Linked DNA regions of Sus scrofa: all the other regions are linked to region 1. Evidence: chromatin contacts called from public Hi-C and HiChIP or PLAC-seq data. All regions are on one chromosome and are shown on one strand. Each heading gives the region's core, a stretch centred on a gene start, on an enhancer-like site or on the middle of the called end of the contact. The rest is flanking DNA. Distances are from core to core; before and after follow the strand shown. Region 1 holds the start of MRPS23 (mitochondrial ribosomal protein S23). Region 2 holds the start of MTMR4 (myotubularin-related protein 4). Region 3 holds the start of SCPEP1 (retinoid-inducible serine carboxypeptidase). Region 4 holds the start of MSI2 (RNA-binding protein Musashi homolog 2-like).

Region 1 (2,717 bases), core at 6-2,505:
GTTTCTTACTTCCAGGAATAGGGGTGAGACTAGGGGATACATATTAACTTCAATTAGGCACAATCTCTGATGCGAACAGTTAGAGAAAAAGAAACTACAAATTCTATATACTAAAAACTAACGTCAGTATTGGAAGAAAAAGGCTTTGTCAGTGAATGCCCAGTAAGTCAACCTCATAGTTCTCATGACCAAAATGGGTAAGGATACAGGATACCTACCTTGCAGGCGTAGAGGCCTAAATGAGATAACATTTATTAAGGGCTTAGCACAGTGCCTGTCACAAACAGATATGCAGAAACAAATAGCTACCACTGCAATGATCAGTCAATTGCTGGGCTCCAAGTTCTGCTTCTCAGAACTTCTACTGCTCTCCCATGGGGGAAGGGTACTGATTCCCTAATCTGGCCAGATGGACAAGACCGTCTCCACAGGGCTAACTAGCCCTGACTCAATTCCTACTTAAGTTGCCAGACTTCGGGCTAAACCTTTCCTGCTGAAGTTCTGCTGCCTCCCGTCCACCAGATGGGCTTCCGCACTCACGCTCTAATCCGATCCTCGTGGTAAAAGATGTCCTGGACAGCGGCTTTGGCTTTGCCGTATCGCAAGCGAGGCCTTCGGAAAACCGGCTCTCTTAATGGGGGGAAGGCATTATATATGTCAAGCCAGAGGGGCTTCTCTTTCAACACTCCAGCCCGAATCAGGTCCCGGGTCCTTAAGGAAGAGTAAAGAGCTAGGGTCAGTCAATGACCACAGCCTGTCTGAGCCCCTGAATCAGTGTAGCCCCAGCCTGGGACGCTGGCGAGCCTATGGAACCCGGAAGATAACCAGAAGGAGGGCAGAGCTGGGGGTCCCCCAACTACGGGTAGGATAGTTCCACATTCCAAACCAACCTACCAGTGCTCGGGAATTAACCCTTTCATCTTCTTATGTGCGTCCCACCCCCTCGCCCAACCACGCCCCGTCAAGGAAAATGCGCAGACAGTCCGGCCAGGTCTCTCAGCCCCTTCCTCCCTCCCCGTTCCTGGAGACCTCCACTTGGGGAGGCGAGAGGTGCGATCTTGAACAAGAGAGCTAAGAGATTCAAGAGGTAACGTCGTTGAACACAACCCCTCAGAAGCAGGAGAGCTCAGACCCACTCAAGAAAGCGTGAAAGCGGGAGGCGCTCTTTGTCCACGCACCGTGAGAAAATGCTACCAACAGTTTCCAGCCGGCTCCCCGCCATGCCCTACCACTCGGATCCCGAGCAGCTTCCGATACCGGAACCGGAAGCGCCCGCAGCAGGCAAAGTGGGCGTAAGTTGCGGGCCGAGCCACGGATCGCAGTGCTACCAGCGAGGCCCCCAACGGGAGGGCGGAGCCAGGCAGAAGTAAAAGATGTCCGAACCGACCCGCCCTCGGCTGCACGCCAGGTTCAGACCGGAGCACTCGATAGCCGAGCCGCCAGGGAGGAAGCGAGCCAAAGCCGGGCAGAAGCAATAAATGACCGATAGGGGTTAATTGCCGTGGTTGCTTTAGCCTTTCTAGCCATGCTCAGCCGACTCCGCTGGAGAAGATGGGGCTGTGCAGAGGCAGGATGATGGGGAGGGAGGATAGGTCCAGGAGAAGACACCTAGGCCAGGAATTCATTAGAGGTCACCAGCACTAGGCCTAGACTACGCCTAATTTTGTTTGGAATCAAAGACCACGAAAGTAATCGAGGCCCAGGGAGGGACCTCACTTGCCCTGGGTCACCCTAGAGTCCGAGCCTCCGTCTTTCGCCGCCTGCTGTTTAGCGCTCCGGACTAAACCCTTTGGCCCTGGAGCTCCACCTGCATCCGCGCTAATAGGGATGCTGCCGGCACGAGTGTTTTCTCCCCGGAAGGTGTCGCTGGCTAGCTCCTCCTTGGAGCTTGAAAAGTGAAAGTGTCCGGGACAAACACATGACGGGAAGGACTCAAAAATCTGGGGAAAGTAACCTCTCAGTGTTGCCATTTGGCCAAATAATCATACTTCGGGTAAAGGACTCCGTAGACATTGAAGCACAATTTCACGCGGATATTTGTGCAGGAAGCGTCATCGCAGCGTTGTTTGCAGTGCACTCCCCCACCCCACCACCGCATGCCTGCCACAATCGGTCTAATGGGAAAGGGCTGGAAAATTACAGCTCATAGAGTCTATGGAATGCCATGCAGCTTTTAAAATGACCGAGCGAGATCTGTATGTGTTTACGTAAACGAATGCCCATGACAGGTGAAAAGGCAAGTTGCAGAGAAGCGTCTTCAATGGAATCCTAACCTATTAAAACTTTATCTAGCGTTGCCACCAGCTGTGGCCGTAGGTCGGAGACGTGGCTTGGATACCGCGTGGCTGTGGCATAGGCCGTTAACTCCAGGTCTCCTTAAGACTCCTAGCCTGGAAACTTCCATTTGCAGTTGCAGCCACAAAAAGAAAGCAAGAAAACTTTTACACGTGTCTGTGTGTGTTTGAGGATAGAAACCTTGTGGAAATGCGCCCAGGGCTGTAAATATTGGTTATCTCCAGTGAGATTGTAAGCGAGGAAGGGGGACTTTTTTTTTTTTTAATGTAACCCTCAGATTTAACCTGTAAAGAGTTTGTATTCCTATTTGAACTTTTTAATCCAGTGCAAGGTTTTGAGTCACATGCACATAAAATATCTCCTGGGAGCCTTTGTGAGCAAGAAAGAGCATCAAGTCATCCAGAGTCCTCCCAGCTGCAGAA
Region 2 (2,700 bases), core at 146-2,645, 640 kb after region 1:
TGAGGGTCTGGCTGCCTTTTCTCACTGTAAAGACCCAGAGAAACACAAGAGTAAAGAGCACCATTAACACCACCATAGAATCAACAAACCATCACCACACATCTGCTCCTGAACTTCCCCACAACTCTTATTCACCTTCTTCACAGTGATTCCAGTCTCTCCACAACTCACCATGCCAGACAGAGGCAGTGGGAGCTACACGGGGAGAAAGCAACAAGTGATTCTGCAGAGCATGAAGGCAGCAACAAAGTTCTGGAGCAGGACTCAAGCATCCCGATTCCCGGACCCAGAAGGAGAAGTAAAACACTCCAAACCCTGTTCTTTGTGGGAGAGCAAAAGACCTGCCAACTCTGAAGAGACAGAGGCTGCACAGCCAGGACTCATTTCTGGCCCTGGTGGAAACATAAATCCACCAGAGGAGCGCACGGCCAGCCTCTGAGTCTGTGAGTAGCACCCACCTGACCTGTTTACTGGGGCAGAGTCCAGAGCAGAGGACAAGAGGGAGGGGACCACAACCTGTGATCAGAAGGCAGCAGGGCTGGACATGTTCTGCTGAGTGTACTTGACACCAAGTGGGGTGCAGGTTAGTGGGAGGAGTCCACACAATGGGGATAGAATCAGGCCAGTGCAGGCCTCAGAGTCAGTGAGCGTCAAATGGGCCCAAGCAACAGACATGTCAGGTTGAGCCGTCTGGGCCCACTTAGGGAGCCGGGCCCAGGTTTGAATGACACTTCTCCATGCCTGCTATTCGAGCTCAGAGGCAGTCTAGGAGTGTGCCTTGCCGAAGGCTGCGGCTACAAAAGCCTCCATCTGTGGTCCTACCCGCCTCCCTGATCACAGCCCACCCTTCCTCATGGGGGAGCCAGCAAGCGGCAAGCCAGAGGTGCTGCCTCACCGCCCACTGGCAAGCAGCCTCAAGGAAACGGAGGGAGAGAGAGACGAGAACTAGGCCTGGGAGACCCAGGGTTCCTGGACCTAGGGTATCTGGCCACGGGGGGAGGCGGGTCAGGCTGACAGGGGAGCTCAGGTGCCCAGGTTCTAGGGGCGGAGCCTAAAGACTCGGAGGCGGAGCCCCGAATGACAGAAGGCGGGTCTCAGGAAAGCCGGTGGGGCCGGGGCGGGGCCGGGCAAGACGCGGTCGTTGCGGTTCCCAGACTGGCAGTGTATGGGGCACGGTGACTCACCCAGGCGGCGTCCGCCCGACCCTCCGAAGCCGCGCTCTCACCACTTCCGTCTCCCGCAGCTGCTGAGGCCGCGCAGCTCCGACCCCCCACCACGGTGCCCCTCTCCCCAACCAATCCTATCTCTGGTCTGTGCCCGCCCTGGCCAATAGCCACACCAAGTCCCGCCCTGCCCCCCACCACGCAGCAGCCGCCCTCACTCTTCACACCGCTCATTGGTCAAGTGGGGCAGACGCCCTCCCAGTCTTGAGCCTATCGGATGCCGGAAGACAAGACTGTACTGGCAGGGAGGAGGCGCGGCGCCGAAGAGAAGACGCGACCAATGGGAAATCACAGCGCGTCCCTGCAGCAGCCAATGGGAGAGCAGTAAAAGGGGGGCTGCTGGTTAAGGCTCCAGGGGCCGGAAGTGGGGGCGGTCTGTCGCCTACTGGTAGCGCAATTGAAGGCGGGGCGTTCTCACAGCCACTTCCGGTGATCACCCCGCCTCTGGTGTACTTTTCAAATAGATCCCGGTGGCACCATTTCTGGTTTGATTTCACTGTGATCGTCCGTCCCAAAGCCAGAAGCGGGAGAAAAACCCCGAAAGCTAAGAGAGGGCTGAGGGCCTGAGGCTCCTTCTCGGTCTTCGACTGGCTGGGGGAGGTTTTCCCTTCTTCCGGACACCTTGACGTGTTCCTCCAGGACCTCACTTTTCATCCGCGAACCGACCCTGGTGTCCGTGACCTGAATCACATGCCATCAGTTTTGAGTAAAAATCTCTCACTTGAGAGATGAGAATGAGACTGCCACTAGCTTAGCTGCGACCTTCTGGTCTGAAAAGGCTGTGGAGAATAGTTGGCTCCTCTCTCGCTTCTCTCTGGCTCCTCCCCTTGCCTTGGGAGACCCCGGGGAGCCAGAACAGGCAGCAGGGCGGAGGGTGGCCGCTGGAGGTCGCCGTGTCCCAGCGATACCACCAACCCGACAGAAATGGTGAACAGTTGACTCAGATTCTCAACTGATAGCTTCAGTTTGGAAATGGGCCTGAATGCTTTAATACCAGGCCCTGGGGCCAAAATGTCTTCACGTGTCTTTTCATAGGACATTGGGACATTTACTACATTTAGCAACTTCCAGGAAAACTGGAACCTTATGTGTGTTCACTGCTTTAACTCGAAGATTTAAAACAGTATCTGCAACCTAGCAGATAGATGCTTGATAAATATTTGGTAAATAAATACTGAATTATTCCAGGACAATGATTGTATTTTATCCATTCCTGGCACTTACTATAGTGTTTGGTGATTACAGGGGTTCCAACATTTGTTCAGTGCGCTGGCCTAGGCTTCCTAGAGTGCAGAGCTCAATTCTGAATATCCCATTCCCCAAATCAGGAAATACAAAGCTGGGAGGCTATTAATACTGTGTTTTCTCAAGGTATCAAATCCAAAACTTCTGTGGAAGTACTGTATGTGGGAAAGATGAGCAGGGCCCCAGATAATAGATGCATGATAGATATGATCAGGAAGATGGTGGTGACTAA
Region 3 (2,741 bases), core at 109-2,608, 860 kb before region 1:
TAATGTAATAGTATCACTTCTATTTTACCTTAGAGAAATAATTCCAGTATGAAAAATACCATCTGAAAAAATATAGGTATTATAGTGTTATTTTGCTGTGAAAAAGTGAAGCTCTAGAAGTCTAACTATGGACTAGTTATGTGTATGTGAGACCCTGGCAACGCAAGACTTTGAATCTTTAGATACCAAAAGTGTAGATTAATGTTTGTTACGAAGTTACTTCTGTTTGCCTAAGGGTGTACCTTTTATATACAGTGTATCTCTCAAATGTTTTTTCCAGAGGCTATCACCAATACCAGCATTATAGGATTGTAAGCATTCAAGGAGCACCCCACATTAAAGCTTAAGAGAACCTGGTTGCATATTTCTTTTTTCTGGCCCAAATCTCAGCACCGTCCCCCTTCATTCCCAGGGCTCTGTCATTTCACAAGGCTGCAGATAAAAACCTCTGTTTTTGATGGCAGGGGCAGAGGGCTAGGGAGGGGGATGGGAAAGGCAGAGATGTCACCTGTCCTTTGTTTTTCTGTCCTGTGCACTTTTGAAACAGAGTATTTAGAAGTAATCTGTCCCTCATACAGCCCTGCTTGCTTCCTAGCTGAGGTTAAGTTACTCAGGACACCCTAAGATAAAAATGACCTTTAGACACACACACACACACACATGAAAATATCTCTACCATCCTTTCCCTCCCTTCTCCTTCCCAAACCTGTAATTCCCACTTTTAAATGACGGCTGTGAAGGTAATGTTAACAACACAGAATTAGGCCAATAACAATTTATCGAGAAAAAAAAAACAGAATAAAACATTTTATTATTGTATTTCAAATGATGATGTAAAACATTAGAGACAAAAAATAATCCCAAATGCCGACAATGGTTATGTAGGATCTAAAATTTTCCCAATTTTCCAAAATGACCGTAATATATGTAATGTTATAGGAAAAACAATTTAAAAAATAAATCTGGGAAAATGGAATCCCCCAGTTACCAATGACCAGTTGATCAGGCTTAACTTGATTTGGGGCAGATGCAGCAGTTTGAAATGCCAGGTCTTTTGTTGAGGAGGGAAGAGATGGGCGGGGCAGGAAGGACGGTCCTCCTGATAATTTTTCTGTAGCGTCTCACTCCTGTTACACAACCCAGGTCAAATCAATGCATTAAACACCTCTTCTTTTCTGCTTGTCCTCAAAACGGCAAAGAAAGACGGGTAAGGTAAAAAGAACATCCAGGCGGCGCCGCTGCACGGATCCCTGTGGGCCCGCTTGGCAGAGGGCACGTGGGACTCTCCTGGCCCAAGTCACCGCATAAGCCCCGCCCCTAGACCAGACCCCGCCCCTGCCCACCCGCCCAGGCCCCGCCCAGCCTTGTCCCGCCCTCCACGATCACGTGGTGGGGCGCAGGGTCCAGCCTTGTAGTTGATGCTGACGCCCGGTATTCGCCATGGAGCTGGCGCAGCGGAGCTGTCCCGTGCCGTTGCTACTGCTGCTTCTGGGCCTGAGCACCGGTAGGTTCGGACAAAAGGTCCATCAGCGGCTGGTGCCTCCTCTATCCAGGGATGAGAATCTTTTAGTGGATTTGTGCTTTTTAAAGCATATTCCTTTCCCCTTGTTTCTGCTTTGCATAATTATTTTGCTTTTGAACTTCACTCTTTTTTTTTTTTTCTTTCATTCAAAGTTCTTTTTCTACTTTATTTTCTGGCCCTAGGTGGTCTGTGCTTCCTTTTTTCCCCCGCACCTATGTAGAAGCAGTTTCTCAAAGATTAGGAGAAGCTGCTGATCAATGCGATTTCCATGCTCTTAAGGCCATCTCCCTTTTCCTGTCGTGACTGACTGATAAATGAGGTTATAAGGTCTTTTTACTTTGAACTGAACTGAAACACATGGTCCAAACGGCCCTGAAAAGTCCTACCACGAGTGGGGCATTTCACTGAGATTAAACTTTCTTCCTCTGTTTGATCAGAACAGACAGGATAATAGCTCCCCTCACCGCAGTTCTTTCTGGCAAAAACAAATTCGTGTTAAATAGGATGACTTGCACATTGATTTTAAGTCTTTTTTGCAAGCAAAATGACTCCTGGCCTGAATCAAGAACTGAGAATTCCTTCTGGCCATAAACTTGCCTTGTGATCTTAGGCAAGTTGCTTAACTTGCTTTCCCTTCTGTAAAACGGGGATCTCGTGACCCTTCAGCTTGTGTCAGGGAAATGGCAACTAGGTCGCCCCCCATATTTTAACAGTGATCACTGGCAGGAAAGGGAGAAGTGCTCGGGGTTAGGTCAAAAGGGACCAAGCCTTATTTGTCATTATCAAGGGAACTGTAATCTTGTGTTACTTGTATGTAGCACCTTATAGCCACATCTGTAATAAATATTCTAACTATTCTGTTTTGTTCATCCAACCACTTTCTGGTTGTCCATCCTTATCAAGTTACAAAATAGTATTGTCTCCTCATCTACTCCCTTCTCTCCTTTTTGGGACCAGTTTTTGTCCTTTTGCTTGCCACGGGAACATGAAATTCAAAAAAGGAGGAAGTAGAGACAGAAAAACTCCGGTCCCCAAGGGTTCCTCTCTCATCACGTTTTGACATCAGCCTTTTTTCCCACAGAGTAGTCTTTGAGAAAAAAGATACTTGGAAGTTGTTAAGTCAGCAGAAGTGAAATAGAAAAATGTGTTTAACAGCTCTCTTGTGGAGCAGTGAGTTAAGGGTCTGGCATTGTCACTGCAGTAGCTCAGGTCTCTGCTA
Region 4 (2,719 bases), core at 54-2,553, 590 kb before region 1:
TTCTGCCACCCTCAGCTACCTCCACAGATGGTGGGGGGCTTGGTCTTAATTTACATTTCATGCACTTCTCTACCTCAGCATAGAAACAATAAGACATACATAAAACGAAGGGGTTGAGAGGGGTTTCCTCAAATAACCACCCTTCCCAGCCCTCCCGGAGGTGCTCCCAAACTATTTCTCTTTATACGCAAAAATTTGATTTGAACTCCAATCATTTGACCTTGACCCCTATAAACCTATTTTATTATATTTTTTAAACTCCCTATGATTAACGCGGAAACCCTTTCTTCGGCATTTTCTCACCACTGGAATCGCGTCAGTTTCCTCAAAGTTCCAAAATAACCTTTCCCGGGCACGGATTTCGTACCTCTGCCAGGGAAGGGCGGGGAGCGGCGCAAGACGTGCCGGTTTGGAGCGAGAGCCAGAGAGAACTTCCAGCGCGAGAGGAAAATAAAACTTGTGGCTGGCGTTGGTGCGGGAGGGTCTCCGCAATCCTGAAGGCCCCCGACCTAGAGGGGTCTCGGGGGCCGCCCGAGGAGCGCCAGGGTCTGGGTTTGATCCCGACGTCCTTGACCTAAATTTCTGCGCGGTGGCTGGAAAAAGGGCGCAGAGCCGGGAGGGCGGCTGGTGCCATCCCCGGATCCCGGCGGCTGGGGCTGGGGAACTTGAATGGAGAGGCCGACCTAGAAGGGGTGGGGGGCGTCTTCTCCCCAGCCCGAGTGCGGAGCGGTGGCCAGCTCCCCGCGCTTCCCCCTCCCCCGATCCACCCTCCCCACGCAGCCCATGTGATCGAGGGAAGTCGGGGTGCGCTCCCCCCGCCCCCCGGCCCGGCCCGCCCGGAGGCGGGGCCCCTCGGGCCGCGGGGTTCGCGCACCGCCCCCGTGGGTCCGGCTGCGGGGGGCCGAGTGTGCGCGCGCGGCAGGCGGGGGCCGCACCGGGGTGCGTGACGTCACCGGCATTGGTTACACGACGTTCTAGAACTCCGCCCCACGTGCGCCGGGAGGAGGGGGAGGAGGAGGGGATGGGGGTGGGGAGGAGGAGGGGGAGAGGTGGGGATGGGCCGGGGGGGCGGGGACGGGGGGTGTGCGAGCAGCGGGGCTGAGCTAAGCCGAGCCCACGTGTGACGGCTCTCGCCGCTGCCCCGGCTCCGCCGCTCGCTGAGAGATTCGGAGGAGCCCGGGCGGGGGGGAGGAGGAGGGGGAGGAGGGAGCGGGAGATCTCGGGGCTCGGAGCCGGCCGCCGCTCCGCTCCGATCGCTGTGGGGCTCGGTTTTTTGGGGGTGGGGGGGCGGGGGGGCTCAGATATGGAGGCAAATGGGAGCCAAGGCACCTCGGGCAGCGCCAACGACTCCCAGCACGACCCCGGGTAAGTTTCCAGCCGCTGCCCACCGCGCCGCCTCGGGCTCGCTCTCCTTGCAGCGGCGGGGACGGCGGTGCGCGGAGCCGGGCATCTCCCGCGCCCCCCCGCCCCTCCCGCGCGCCCCCCCGTGGAAGTTACACACCTTTGGATTGCATTTCGCCGTCACCTTCTCCCCCACCCCACCTCCCGGCTCTCGCTCGCTCGCTCCCCCCTGCTTTCCTTTTAGCTTTTGTAAGTTACACGTCAAAATGGCCGATCTGACATCGGTGCTCACTTCTGTTATGTTTTCTCCCTCTAGTAAAATGTTTATCGGTGGACTGAGCTGGCAGACCTCACCAGGTAAGGGAGGGAGGGGGGGACGCCTGGGTCCCCCCCTTCTTGGCTTCTTTATTGCTCTTTGTTATCCCGGTGTAGGAGCCCCCCCCCGCCATTGGCTCCCCACTTCTCCTGTGCAAGGTTATTTTTTTAAATAGCAAATCCTTTCCGAGCCCTCTACGCGACCTCTGTTGCCGAATTTCCCCCGCGTGTGCAAAAAACCCCCCAGAATAACAACAGAAAACTACTTTTGGTTTTTGTCCTTGATCAAAATTTGCATTGCTTTTTTTTTTCCCCACACCTTCTCCCCCCCCATCTCTCTCTTTCTCTCTACAGATAGCCTTAGAGACTATTTTAGCAAATTTGGAGAAATTAGAGAATGTATGGTCATGAGAGATCCCACTACGAAACGCTCCAGGTAAACCATTCCCTTCTGGATTTTGTCTTTATTTTAGAAGAAAGTTTAAGTGTTATTTTTGGAGGTGTCTTCGGTAGTAGCTAAGCGGATTTAGAATGGGGCTCAGGCATGTGGCTGATTTCGAACGTCGCTCAGTCTCCCCCCCCCATTAACCCCAAAGGTTATTAATTGGGGCTGAACTCTGGCTACAGAGATGCCCATGTTTCTGCTTTAAGTCATTTCTCCGTCGCTTCTTTTTCTCCTGTTTCAAATGACATTCAGCTTCCATTCACTTTCCACATAGTTTTCTTTTTTTTCCCCTCCCTTCCCTATGTATCCTTTCCCCGCACTCCCAGTTCCCCAAACTCTTAAAGCCCCTCTTGGAAAGCTGGATGAATCTCCTCTAAGTGCTGGGTTTTCTTCGGAATAAAACAAAGCGTTAAAGAAAGGGAAGGGAGGAGGAGGAGGAGAGAGATTGAGGTGGCGAAAGAGTGGAGATACCAGCGTTCTCCAAGTTACCTCCAGCCGCCCTGCCCCCGTTCCACTTCCCCCATTAACCTTGATGTGTTTCCTTGGGAGGCGGAGGGCTGTAGGCAGGAGGGGGTGGGGAGGGCGCCGGGGAGTGGGGGTGCGTGGGGGCAACTTTTT

The links. A called contact is a pair of places that touch in the nucleus more often than the background predicts. HiChIP or PLAC-seq counts read pairs in DNA pulled down with a chosen protein or histone mark.
Region 2: a contact with region 1 is called in a Hi-C map of liver, with 4 times the contacts expected there. The contact joins the promoter of MTMR4 here to the promoter of MRPS23 in region 1. A contact is called at or near these places in 2 of 47 Hi-C or Micro-C datasets (liver and mesenteric adipose tissue).
Region 3: a contact with region 1 is called in a Hi-C map of skeletal muscle, with 4 times the contacts expected there. The contact joins the promoter of SCPEP1 here to the promoter of MRPS23 in region 1. A contact is called at or near these places in 3 of 47 Hi-C or Micro-C datasets (heart right ventricle, mesenteric adipose tissue and skeletal muscle).
Region 4: an H3K27ac HiChIP or PLAC-seq map of skeletal muscle shows a contact between it and region 1. The contact joins the promoter of MSI2 here to the promoter of MRPS23 in region 1. A contact is called at or near these places in 4 of 47 Hi-C or Micro-C datasets (embryonic fibroblasts, heart right ventricle, skeletal muscle and 1 more) and 1 of 2 datasets of contacts at active chromatin or transcription factors (skeletal muscle).

What each region holds. Positions count from the first base shown.
Region 1 is chr12:34,128,225-34,130,941 of Sscrofa11.1, forward strand. MRPS23 (mitochondrial ribosomal protein S23) reads right to left here and starts at 1,256. Exons shown (of 5, transcript NM_001243813.1): 1 at 1,179-1,256; 2 at 541-711. The coding sequence starts at 1,222.
Region 2 is chr12:34,769,920-34,772,619 of Sscrofa11.1, forward strand. MTMR4 (myotubularin-related protein 4) reads right to left here and starts at 1,396. Exons shown (of 20, transcript XM_005668984.3): 1 at 1,185-1,396; 2 at 136-195; 3 at 1-24.
Region 3 is chr12:33,264,151-33,266,891 of Sscrofa11.1, forward strand. It overlaps SCPEP1 (retinoid-inducible serine carboxypeptidase), which reads left to right and starts at 1,359. Exons shown (of 13, transcript XM_005656968.3): 1 at 1,359-1,504. The coding sequence starts at 1,441.
Region 4 is chr12:33,535,972-33,538,690 of Sscrofa11.1, forward strand. It overlaps MSI2 (RNA-binding protein Musashi homolog 2-like), which reads left to right and starts at 1,304. Exons shown (of 13, transcript NM_001315780.1): 1 at 1,304-1,365; 2 at 1,658-1,698; 3 at 2,011-2,092. The coding sequence starts at 1,304. It overlaps LOC110256167 (a long non-coding RNA gene), which reads right to left and starts at 975. Exons shown (of 3, transcript XR_002337445.1): 1 at 368-975.